3 separate regions of the Mus musculus genome follow, and all the other regions are linked to region 2. A link is a contact called in public HiChIP or PLAC-seq and promoter capture Hi-C data. All regions are on one chromosome and are shown on one strand. Each heading gives the region's core, a stretch centred on a gene start, on an enhancer-like site or on the middle of the called end of the contact. The rest is flanking DNA. Distances are from core to core; before and after follow the strand shown. Region 1 holds the start of Papss1 (3'-phosphoadenosine 5'-phosphosulfate synthase 1). Region 2 holds the start of Npnt (nephronectin). Region 3 has its middle 200 kb from the start of Tacr3.

Region 1 (3,723 bases), core at 463-2,962, 1.4 Mb after region 2:
ACTCACTGTGGCCCATAAAAACATATGCCCTTAACAATCAGTTGCCATGGGCAACTGCAAAGCAAGCCCTGAGCCCCATGGTTTTTTATAGCTGTCAAATATGGATCTCTACATTAGCAAATAATGTAATACATAAATGAATTAGGGCAGCAGAAGAGTTGGCTCAGCAGTTGACAGCACTCGCTCTTACAGAGGATCCCCAGAACACACACAATGGTGGCTCACAACTACCTGTAACTGCAGCCCGAAGGGGATCCTACACACCCTTCTGGAACATCAGGCGCGCACCTGGTGCATACACATACACACAGGGAAAACACTCAGACTCAAAAAATAACAAAATGATCTTTAAATAAATGACTTATAGACAGACAGTATTACTGAAACTTCTTTGAAATACTCCAATTTAGTCAACTTACCTCCCTATCCGTAAAATCCTGTTAGCAACAATAGTGATGCTGAATCGGAGTTTCAGAGCAATGGTTTCGTTGCTCTTTCACCTTCGTTATCTTCTCTACTCAGAAAGACAATCCTGAGAAGGACACACTGTTACACCCTCCAGTCACCTGAGATTCAGAGTGGAGTGACTGTCCTCAAGATCACCCAACTTACAAACAGCAAGGCGGGGGACTGGAGCCCACGCCAGGAGTCTGTCCCTTCCAACCTCCTAATCTCCCTTTTATCTCACATCCCTCTCACCTTCTAAGAAGTTAAGGTAAAGGATGAAAGAAGACAGTGAGAATTCTTGAATCTGACAGCAGACGTGGCAAATCAATGACTTCAAAAGAACACTAGCCTGAAACAGCGTTTTTTTTTTTAACTTTCTCCTGACTCACCAAGGGCAGGTGATGATTTACAAGATTAAATTAAACTTCATGATCCTGTTACCTGCGGAATAAAAGAAAAAAAAAATCCATCTAACGCTGAAGCAGGGCCTTTGCAGCCTCCAAAGTTGGATGGTCTCCAGCTTCGCGCTTACCATCTTAGCTGCCACCACCAATGAATAAACTACAGAAGTAAACGACCCTCTGAAGCCATAGCACTTGGCCAATGAAGCCAACTGGCACTCGCTGTTCAATGTTAGAAACTATTAATCTTCCCACACCTAACTGTCACCAGAAATCGAGTCTTTAAAAGTATGTCTGTGTCCGACATTCCAATTTAAAACAGAGACACAAAGAACCTCAGTCCTGCAGTCCCGATCCATGAATGACCACATTGTTATTCTCTCAGTACACTGCAACTCAGAAACGTAAAGACTCGGAGACCGACCCAAACCTGGGCCAAGCACACCCGGAACGTGCAGAGGCGCCTCCGTCTGCCTCCGCCGCAGCCCTCCGCCTCGCCAGCCTAGGGGACAGCTCCGGGCCTGGACTCGCCTTCACCGGCCGCCGCCGCCCGGGTCCCCGCCCCCGGCTCCCGCAGGATGCACGGGCAGCCCGCGGTTCCCACAGCCACCCACGCTCCCCGCGCTCCGGCCTGCGGCCACCACTCACCCAGTTCTGCGCGTTATTGCTCAGCTTGACTTTCTTGCACAGACTCCCAGGAATCTCCATGGCCGCGGAGCGCGGATGCACTGCTGCTGAGAGCCCCGGGGCCGAGCAGTGGGAGAGAGGCCGAGGGGCGGGGCGGAGCAGGGAGAAGGGGCGGGGCCTGCACCCCGGGCTCAGGCGCGCGCTGACGTGCGCTCCAGCTAGTGATCGCCTCGGCTGGAGCTAGGCATCCGAGCAGCGTGGAGGGCGGGGCGAAGCGGAGGCGCGGGGTCGAGACCTCAACATCCAATCACCAGGAGGGGCGCTTGAAGCTCCGCCTTGACCCAGGACGAGGGGCGTGGTCTGAGGGTTTGTTGAAGAGAGCCTTCAGATGCTGAGCATGCGCAGTGAGCGAGGCGGAGCGACGCCTGCAGAGCTGGGCGTGGGAGACGCTCCCTAGAGCTGAGGCTGGTAGGGGAAGAAGCTGACGTGGGCTCCTGCTGCTCTCTAGCTTTTCTTCCGCAAACACTGCACAGGCTCGATGTGTGCGCTTGTCAACTAGGCCGACTTTGAAAAAATGTTTCCCAGCCCTGCAAAAAGTAGGATTACTTAAGTGAATTCACCATTACATGTTGCTCACCGCTTTGCAATCCTACTCAGTGCACAATGTTTTTTTGACATCAACTGTATCTCATCAAGGATTAGAAAGTATTTGTAAGGTGACGCCTTTCCCACTTGGAGAGCCGCTTTCTATCAGGAAATTTCTATGCAGTGTTTGTTGCCGCTGACTAGCCACAAAGGGGCTTCTCTAGTACTTGCTACTCATAGAGGACTAAAATCCAGGTTCCCTGGTACGCAAGGCGGAATGCTCACCTATAAAGGGCATTTCCAACCACATATAGTCCATGATCAGTTCGTAAAAGAATGGGGCTGGGAGGGGGAGGCCTTCTCCAGGAGTTATAACCCTTCGCACTCATCCCCATAACTTTAAGCTCACCATAACCATAACTGCAAACATCCACAGTCTCACAAAATTTAGCTGCTTACTCCGCTACTGATGACGACCAGTGATCACACACACACACACACACACACACACACACACACACACATATCAATCAACACTTGAGGCTTACTTGCATAGCCTATTGCTAGCAAGTCAGTTCCTATTTGCTCCACTGACAAAGTCTCAAATTAATCTCCCTCCTCCACGTCTAACAGGAGTCGTCATTGCACAGATACACGCGCCACACACCACACACACACACACATACACACCACGCACACAGAGAGACGCACACAACAAGTATCACTCCTCTGCCAACCTCTCTGTTCTCAATAGTGTCAGACAGGTACTTCTAACATGCAAATCAGATCTTATTCCTCCACCATATATATAAAATGTCTTTATTGCTTGCTTGTTTTGTCTTTCTTTCTTTCTTCCTTTCTTCCTTTCTTTCTTTCTTTCTGGTTTGTTTGTTTTTGTGTTCTTGAGTCAGGATGTCTCTTTATAGCCCTGGCTGTCCTGAAATTCACTCTGTAAACCAGGCTGACCTCAAACTCGGAGATCCACCTGCCTCTCACTCCTGAGTGCTGGGATTCAAGGCGTGTTCCATCCTTTAGCTCTATCTAGGGGATTCTTAATCTAATAGTATATAGGACTGAATTTCAATACAATTCTAAATTCTGCTTATAGCAGTCACAAGAATGAGACTAAAAGACTAAAAATAAGGACAATGATAAACAAGAAAATGTGGACAAAGGCCAATCACATATATTTATGAAAATGTCATAAAGAAACCTATTCTTTTGTATGCACCTAAAAAAATAATTGTTTTCTTTTAAAAGATTCTAAGTTTCAGACTAAGGTGGTGGGGGCGGGTGCCACCCAGAACCAGCCATTTCTCAGAGAGCCCCCATTCCTGCTCAAGGGAAATAGTGCATAGATACAGCTGGAGCCATGGGAGTCCTAATTGACTAAATTGGTCCTTACAGCTAAACTCTGTTGAAGCGTTCGCCCATCAAAAAGGCCACAATGAGAAGACTAAAGGGACAGCTACAAAATAAAAGGGACAACCGAGTGTATTTAAGTTCCGGTGCTTATAAACGTATTTTAAGAACAAATCCTTGAGAGGTGCTGTTGAACCAACTTTTTACTTTGCTGTGTAGCAGTAGTGCTTTTCCAACAGTATGATAGTGCACCGTCCAGGTGTCCAAAAAGCAAGAGCCAGATGAATTCCTGATACCTAAG
Region 2 (3,862 bases), core at 609-3,108:
AATGACAACATAATTTGCCAAGAGCTGCTCTTGGAGACATATAATATTATAGAAGTCCATATAATAGAAGACAAGCCAAAAAATTATATAAGCATGGATCCAAAAAGTATAAGTGGAGATTGTTCAAGTGAAGGAATGTGGAAGTTTTCTGGGCCAAAAAAAAAACAAAACAAAACAAAAAAAAAAACCCTACCTATGTCAGAGAAGTGTGCAGTCACTGTCTTATTTCCACCTATCACTCTTCTCCCCTCTTCTGAAGTTATTCTCTAGCCTGCAGGTTAACCCAACCATCCACTGTGCCAATGGAGCTCTTTCAGGAACCGAACAGGAGCCAATAAGCAATGCATGCCACCAAGGAGTGGGGTCGGGAAGCAAGCCTACATTACACTGACAAACATTTGACTTTTCTGCAGAAAAAAATATTATGCCTCTTAGACTATTTTGGACTTTGTTAGAAGCATCTGAAATGGATGACACCAAGCTGTTTGCCTCAAACAGTGTCCCAAGCCTGAACCGGCAAGGATAATTTTCTGAGATTAAAATAGAAACTTCTTTTGCTAACAGAAGCAACTTGGAAATCAAAGAACTATTATTTTTCCTTTTCTTGCAGAAAAGTCCTGTTTTTACACATACTGATAAATCAGGATAGTGTAACCAAACTGGCACAGAACTTTTCGTTAACAATTTGAAGTAGCAGAAACCTTAAAATGATGCGAACGGAGTGACAGTTGAATGTACGGTAGCAAATACTTTCGATTAACATTTATGAGCACCTACTATGTGCCAGGCAATGTTGTAGGCACTAAACAAAGATAGCTCTTCTTGGAGAGTTTACATTACAACAGAAAGAAGACATAGATAAACAAATTATGCTGTAAGAGAAAAGATCAGTACAATGGGGGGGGGAAGGCAAAGTATGGCTGGACGTGACACCAGAGGGGAAGATAAGAATTTTAAACAGCATTCATATTTGGCTTTTAGGGTGACTTTTAGGCAAGGAAGTGAGATTCAGCTATACACACAACCTCTTCAATGCATGCCTAGAGGGTGCCAGGCCAGGAGATCATGGACTGAAGAGAGAGAGGACAGGACAGCCAGCCATTGGGGGTATGGCCTAAGGACGGGAATGATTTAAGTTTGAACGTATATTTATGAAAATCATTTCTTTTCAGTCCTTTGGTGCAATGCTTTTTATGATAGCTCAGTAACTACTTCAAATGGTTCTAAAGAGGTCCCCTCAAGACCAGCTACACCACAAGCTAAGTGGTAACTAACTCCCCTTCCTCTGGGGTGGAGCACTTGCCCTACCCACGGGGGTGCACCAAGTGGAGCTTCAGGACACAGACAGTTTTCCAAGGTTCTTCTCTTTCTCCTGAGCCCAGAGTTCTTCTTCAAAATTCGACCTGAGAGCCGAACCCCCCCCACCACACTCCCCACCCCCGTTAAAAGGTGCAGGGATATTCCAGCTCTGTAGGAGAAGCAATCTGGGTCTGCCTGCCTTCATCAGTCCAGGAACCCCTCCGGTAGGTGCAGAAAAGTTGGGTTCTCCCCTATAGACCACCTGTGTGTGTATGTGGGGGGGCATCTGTCTACCCCCACAGAACGCGTACTTCCACTTCCAACCCCACTGTCGCCCCAGCCTCTGGCGGCTGGGCTCACTTTTTCAGGCAGGTCACCCGACAAGCCCTCTCCCTAGCTCTGCTCCCAACTTTTCTCGCAGCCCGGGGGCAAGCGCCACCCGTGGCCGAGGCTGCCTGCGCGCCGCATCCCCGCCCCTGAGCCGCCCCTGCCCCTGGGGCCCGGGGAGGGGCGAGCCCCGGCGCGCGCCCAGGGCACCAGGGCGGCGGGGCAGGGAGGGCGGCGGGCTGCGCGGCGCGTCCCTCCCGCCTCGCCCCTCCCCGCGGGCGGCGCGGCTCCCGCCGCAGCGCCTCCCCTCGCCAGGAGGGAGCCGGAGGGGCTCTGCCAGCCCGCCGCAGACCTGCCCGGCTGCGCGCTGCGCTCTGTGCGTCCCAGCAGCCGCGGGTGCCGCGCCGAAGGCGGCCGGGAGATCCCGGGACGCGCAGCTCCCCGCAACCTTCAGCGTCCCCGCGTCCCGGTCCTCCGGCATGGCTGTGCTCCTAGCGGCGGTGCTCGCGTCCTCGCTCTACCTGCAGGTGGCTGCCGACTTCGACGGGAGGTGAGGCGGGTCTCGGGTGCCCTCCCCTTTCCCTCAGGGACCTCGAGTGGAGCAGCCTGGCTCCGGGCTCAGGAGAAAGAGAGGCTCGTGCCCCGTGTGCGGTGAGAGCGGGCAGGAGCAGGGACACAGGTGACGCGTGGAGCGTCCCTACAGCCAGTGATCAGGATGGACTGTGTCCCGAGGGGAAACTTGCAGGTGACCCGGCGATTCGACAAAGGGTGGCGGCGAGGACCGTACTTGGAACAAATGGCACCCGAGGGCTCTCGGTTTGTGGTTCGGAGGGGGGACGGTGTACACAAGCTTAACATGAGTACTGAGAGGAGGCGCTCGGGGTGCGTGTGTGTGTGTGTGTGTGTGTGTGTGTGTGTGTGTAGCACGCGGCACCGCTCAGACCTGGCGGGCCTGACTGTTGCTTGCTCTGACAGGTCCCAACAACCTCCGGCAGGGTCTCTGCTGTCACTCAGCGTGTCCCCCCAAGGCAGCGCACCGCGCGATCTCCCCGGAGATCCCGGGCTCAGTCCCCACTGAAGGCCTCAGCTGGACAGGTTTCCCGCTGGCTCACACCACCACTCACCCCTGTCCCCATCCCTCAGAGCTTGTCCCAGGGCTGCCTTGAAGATGCCGCACCTGTTTTACCTGCAATCTTGGAACGAATCAATTCCAGGATTGATTGGCTTTCCTGTCCCTGGAGGGGACCAGAGGAAAAGCCTCGGAGCGCGGAAGAAAAAGGCACCCGCTCCCGGTTCACCACCTGGTCGGAGGAAATAGAAGTTGGGGTTGTTTTGTACTTTGAGCCTGAGGGTAAAGCGAAGATGAATTGAAGAGATAAAGAGTTTAAAGAAGAGTGGAAAGCAGCCAGAGGCTAAGCCTTTTATTTTCCAAAAGCAATTCTTTGCCCACATTTGGATTTGTGGTGCATTACTTTGGGGCACACATATTTACAAAGAAACACACACACACACACACACACACACAGCCTAGGTGTCCATTTACAAAGAAACACACACACACACACACACACACACACACACACACACACACACACACACAGCCTAGGTGTCCAGAAAGTCTGGTAGGTGTGAATCTAAACAGGCTAACAGTCACAGGTGTAAGTGTGATCTGATGCATAAATCTGCATCCTAAACTTGGAGTCTCTCTGGGTACACTTTACATCGGAGAGGGAAATAATGTGGATTGCTGATGCAGACAGCTTGTAAAATACGAGGACACTTGAGACACTCTTCACGGCCTGGTTTTGGGCTTTTCTTACAGCAGTGGTGGGGAAGAGGAGGAGGAGGAGGAGGCAGTTGTATAGAAAGAGCTTGGTTGGTTGCATTTGATTTTTGAATAAGCTCCTCTTCTTGCCCATTTCCTTATCTGCCCTTTATACGAAGCAAACATTCTTTCTGCTCTGACAGATCTGTTATTCAGCACATTTCAGCGTCCCGGTGCATTAGTCAAAACTGCCCCCTCCTCCCCGCCCCCAACAGCTGTGAGTCTGGCTAATCTGTTTTATTTCAAGCTTTCAGAAACCATCCCGTGAATAGTAGCCTGAGCTTTCTTGGTTGCAGCCAACCTGGTTTCTTCTCCCTACTCCTGTGGGCTGGGTGTGTGTACATTTAACTTTACAATTAGAAATTAGATCACTGTAGGACTACTACTGGGAAGGTGTCTTATTCTCCAATT
Region 3 (3,642 bases), core at 146-2,645, 1.7 Mb before region 2:
ACTTACACAGATGGACGGAGAAGAAAGTCCTTACAACAAAGGTTAGCATGCTGCAGGGTTAAAAACCTCATTTTAATAGAGAAGAAAACCAACCAGCCAGAGTTTTTCACATTTCTCATCTGTGCTATTTGATGGTTGGGTAGTAAAATCATTAAATATTAGTGGACTCTGTCAAATTAGAGAACTAAGATAGCTATTTTCATAGATCAAACTGTATTTTTTTAGATCAAAGAAATGGCTTTTATTTTCTTGAGTTTTTGGTAGCGATTTGATTTTTTAAAACATTCTTGGGATTATGGTAATTACGTCATTTTCCTCCCTCGTCTGCCCAAACATGACCTGAGCGCTGACAACAGAAATCCACACCCTAAGTGGAAGGAATCGACACCCAGTGTGGAAGAATCACCCTACACTCAAGGAGACTCAACCCGAGACAAAGAACTGCAAGCAACCACCGAATGCTGACAGCGGGAGAAAGTGTTCCCCTGGGAAGAGCTCAGAATTGTAAAAGGCAACTTTTCAGAAAACAAAGTTAAAGATATCTTGCCTGGGTTCCCTTTCAAACTTCCATGATGCCCGGGTGTTGTTTCCTTCATTTTCTTATTTGCAGAAATTATTACTGAGAAGCATTCCATGTGGAATAAAGATTGAGTAGCTTTCAGTCTTGTAAGTCAAAAACATCTGGAATTACTCAGCCATTAATAAAAATTGCCAGCGCAGTTCAGAAATAAAAGCAGCACTAGGTGGCACTGGAAGATCGCGGCTCCGTGGCACTCGTTGCTCTTCGTTTTCTCCTATAATTCTCAAGGGGAAGAAGAGGAGCTATGGGGGGAAATCATGGCTACAGAGGTAAATATTAATTCATTTGCCTGCTTTTCCTGGAAGCTATTCCAGAATGTGTTCGTGAAAGCAAATGGCCAATTTACTAGAAGCTTCAGCACAAGGCCCATTAACCATCCCGTTTAGATATAATCAAAGACAGATAAAGGGATTTGCACCCTTGCTTCTGTGGGGGCTTCTGCTGTTCCATTTGCTGAGACTGATGACAGGGACATAGTGTTTAGCTACAGCTATAAAGATACGGATGGCCTCGTTCATAGGTAAATAATCAGTCATCACTTAAGAGATACACAGTTTCTTTCTTTTTTCCTAGCAGAGCAAACACAAAGGGTTGTTCTTTCTCTCTCTCTCTCTCTCTCTCTCTCTCTCTCTCTCTCTCTCTCTCTCTCTCTCTCTCTCTCTCTCTCTCTCTCTCTCTCCCTCTCCCTGAAATGGCATATATTCTAAGTCAGTGGAGTTATTTATTTTTCATTTTGCAATTCCTTCACACTAAGGGTCAGCTTGACTAACCCGCAGCAATGACTCATCTTTTATAGTTGAGGCGTTTGAACGGAAGTCCAGCCCTGCTTCTCCCCACACCCACCCTAATCTTCTTTCATGCGACCATGAAGCCAGCCTTTAAATCCAGCAGAAGATGTTTCTGTCATGCTCTCAAGCTATAAAATCCATTTCCAGGTCTGGAAGACGGGAATGATATGTGGATATTTGTTTAAAAAAAAAATCACGGTTTGTCTGTCCTCCTAGCTAGGTAATGTGAAAGGTCTTTAAATTCAAAATATTTCGAAACATACATCATTTCTTCAATGTCTTCTTCTCAATGGTAAAATGTTATTTTAAAATGGTCACTTTCTGAAGATTTTTTTTTTTTGTTGAATACGGAATTAGAATTCATTTTATCTCTTAAAAATCAGAATGTAATATATATTGATCATATTTTTCCCATCCCCCAACTCTTCCCAGATTCCCCACCATCATCCAACTTTATGTTCTTTTTCCTTTCTTAAAAAACAAAAATATAAAACAGTAAAAAGTACACACACACACACACACACACAAACACACACGGGGGGGGGGATCTTGTCCATCTTGTATTGAAAGCCTTTTAGAAGAATTTTTAAAATATATTTCTTGAAATTTTCACTTTTGTGTATACAATGGATTTGATAACACCACCTCTCTCCCCTCCTTTAATTTTACATATTTAATAGCTCATAGAAATTGTGTGGCATATTTGTGGTTTTGTCAGCCACAGGATCCATTTCTCTCCTAGTGTTTTATTCTTTCCTTTAGCAGAGACCTGGATTGGAGCAGGCCTATTTAAACATGGGATTGGTCATACCTGGTGCTCTGGACTAGGGAATCATCCTGAGCTGGCCGACAGACATCCTGAGCTGGCCGACAGACATCCCGGATGTGAACGGGAAGCATCAGTTGTTCCTTTTAGCTTTTTTTCCTTCCTCCTCCTTCATTTCTTCTCTCCTTCTCTTTCCTTTCATTTTGTCTCTCCTCTATTCTTGTCCTCATTATAGATGTTTAAAATTAATTTTGGAATTCGCACTCCCTTAAGAGTTCCCCACAGATCATTTCTTCCCATTCTCTGGCTAATTGTTAACACTTTTAACATATAACAAAGAAAATTACTATTTGTGTAACAGTCAGAGTATTCCATGTTTGAGAAAAGACAAATTAACATGTTTCTTTTCTTTTCCCCCTTTATTCCTCCAAGTTGGTTAGTTTAAGATCAAGGATAATATCATACACAGTATGATAACAGAGAGACAGTATCTCCTTAGTACACAATGCAATCAATTAGGAATAAGTCAAGAAACTGAATGAAACAGAAAAAGAAGAAAGGAAAAAAAATAAGGAAGCATGAGAGACACAGAGAGAGAGAGAGAGAGAGAGAGAGAGAGAGAGAGAGAGAGATCATTCCTGTGGCATTTTGTGTTTTGGTTTTTACTCTGTCTCGAGATTCTCATTGAGCTTAGTCACATGACCAGAGACACTTACCAGAGATGGATGCTGACACAAAAAATTTCCATCGCAGTATATTTTGTCTAATGACTACAGAAGCTAACATCTGTAAGTGCAGGTTTTCATAGAACTGAATGCTGTGGACTATGGACTGCGTAAGGTTTGAACTGAAAGACATAGGTATCCAAAATGGCCCAGGGTTAGGCTTCATTAAAGACAGAATAGAACAGATGTAATAGTCCCTTTTCTCACCCACAATAATATTCTGACAGTTTCATCTCTCATGTGACTCTAGGAAAATAATATATTTTAATAGAAGTATCCAGAAATTTATTGTCATTTTGAATCTTGAAGAAAAGTTTCCTGGTCTTGAGCTTAGTCATAACCTCCTCATAAAAATATCTACCCTCTGAAGGAGTTTCATGGTTTTTTTTTTTTAAATTGGTCCAACCCACTGACTGAAGAAATAGAGCGACTCTTAATAACATTTATGGGATGAGAATCCAAACAACTAAAGAAAATGTAATTAAAAAAAAATCTATCCAATGACAGATTCGGTGAAAAACAATAATTGCCAAGATATTATTCTCACTCCTTATAAAGGAGTTATCTGGGGGGAGGCTGTGGGTTCCACATGCCTTATTTTAGTCATTCCTGTGCACATCATAGTTACTGTCACTGTGGGCATCTCCCTGCCATTGAGAAGGTACAGCATACCCATCAAGGAGATGTGCCTCAGTCTCAATGCTGATTCTGTAATTAGTATGGCAGAGATGATGATATTTTGGTGATCCTTATTTCTTTCAATCAGAATATTGAAACAATGGA

The links. Promoter capture Hi-C pulls out the DNA fragments that hold promoters and counts their contacts. HiChIP or PLAC-seq counts read pairs in DNA pulled down with a chosen protein or histone mark.
Region 1: a contact with region 2 is called in an H3K27ac HiChIP or PLAC-seq map of microglia, with 9 times the contacts expected there. The contact joins the promoter of Papss1 here to the promoter of Npnt in region 2. A contact is called at or near these places in 2 of 39 promoter capture datasets (hippocampal neurons and liver) and 2 of 115 datasets of contacts at active chromatin or transcription factors (astrocytes and microglia).
Region 3: a promoter capture Hi-C map of the HPC-7 cell line shows a contact between it and region 2, with 8 times the contacts expected there. The contact joins the enhancer-like site here to the promoter of Npnt in region 2. A contact is called at or near these places in 5 of 39 promoter capture datasets (the C10 cell line, the HPC-7 cell line, hippocampal neurons and 2 more).

Annotation. Positions count from the first base shown.
Region 1 is chr3:131,562,757-131,566,479 of GRCm38.p6, reverse strand. Papss1 (3'-phosphoadenosine 5'-phosphosulfate synthase 1) reads right to left here and starts at 1,712. Exons shown (of 12, transcript NM_011863.2): 1 at 1,497-1,712. The coding sequence starts at 1,556.
Region 2 is chr3:132,948,287-132,952,148 of GRCm38.p6, reverse strand. Npnt (nephronectin) reads left to right here and starts at 1,858. Exons shown (of 14, transcript NM_001287101.1): 1 at 1,858-2,176. The coding sequence starts at 2,106.
Region 3 is chr3:134,627,109-134,630,750 of GRCm38.p6, reverse strand. No RefSeq gene overlaps it. Among named protein-coding and RNA genes, the nearest start is that of Tacr3, 200 kb to the left of the region's middle. Within about 2 kb of position 1,395, at least 48 of the 459 cell types and tissues checked have an H3K27ac peak or open chromatin away from gene starts, as enhancers often do. A contact at or near this core is called in the HPC-7 cell line and second pharyngeal arch cranial neural crest, where this site is marked.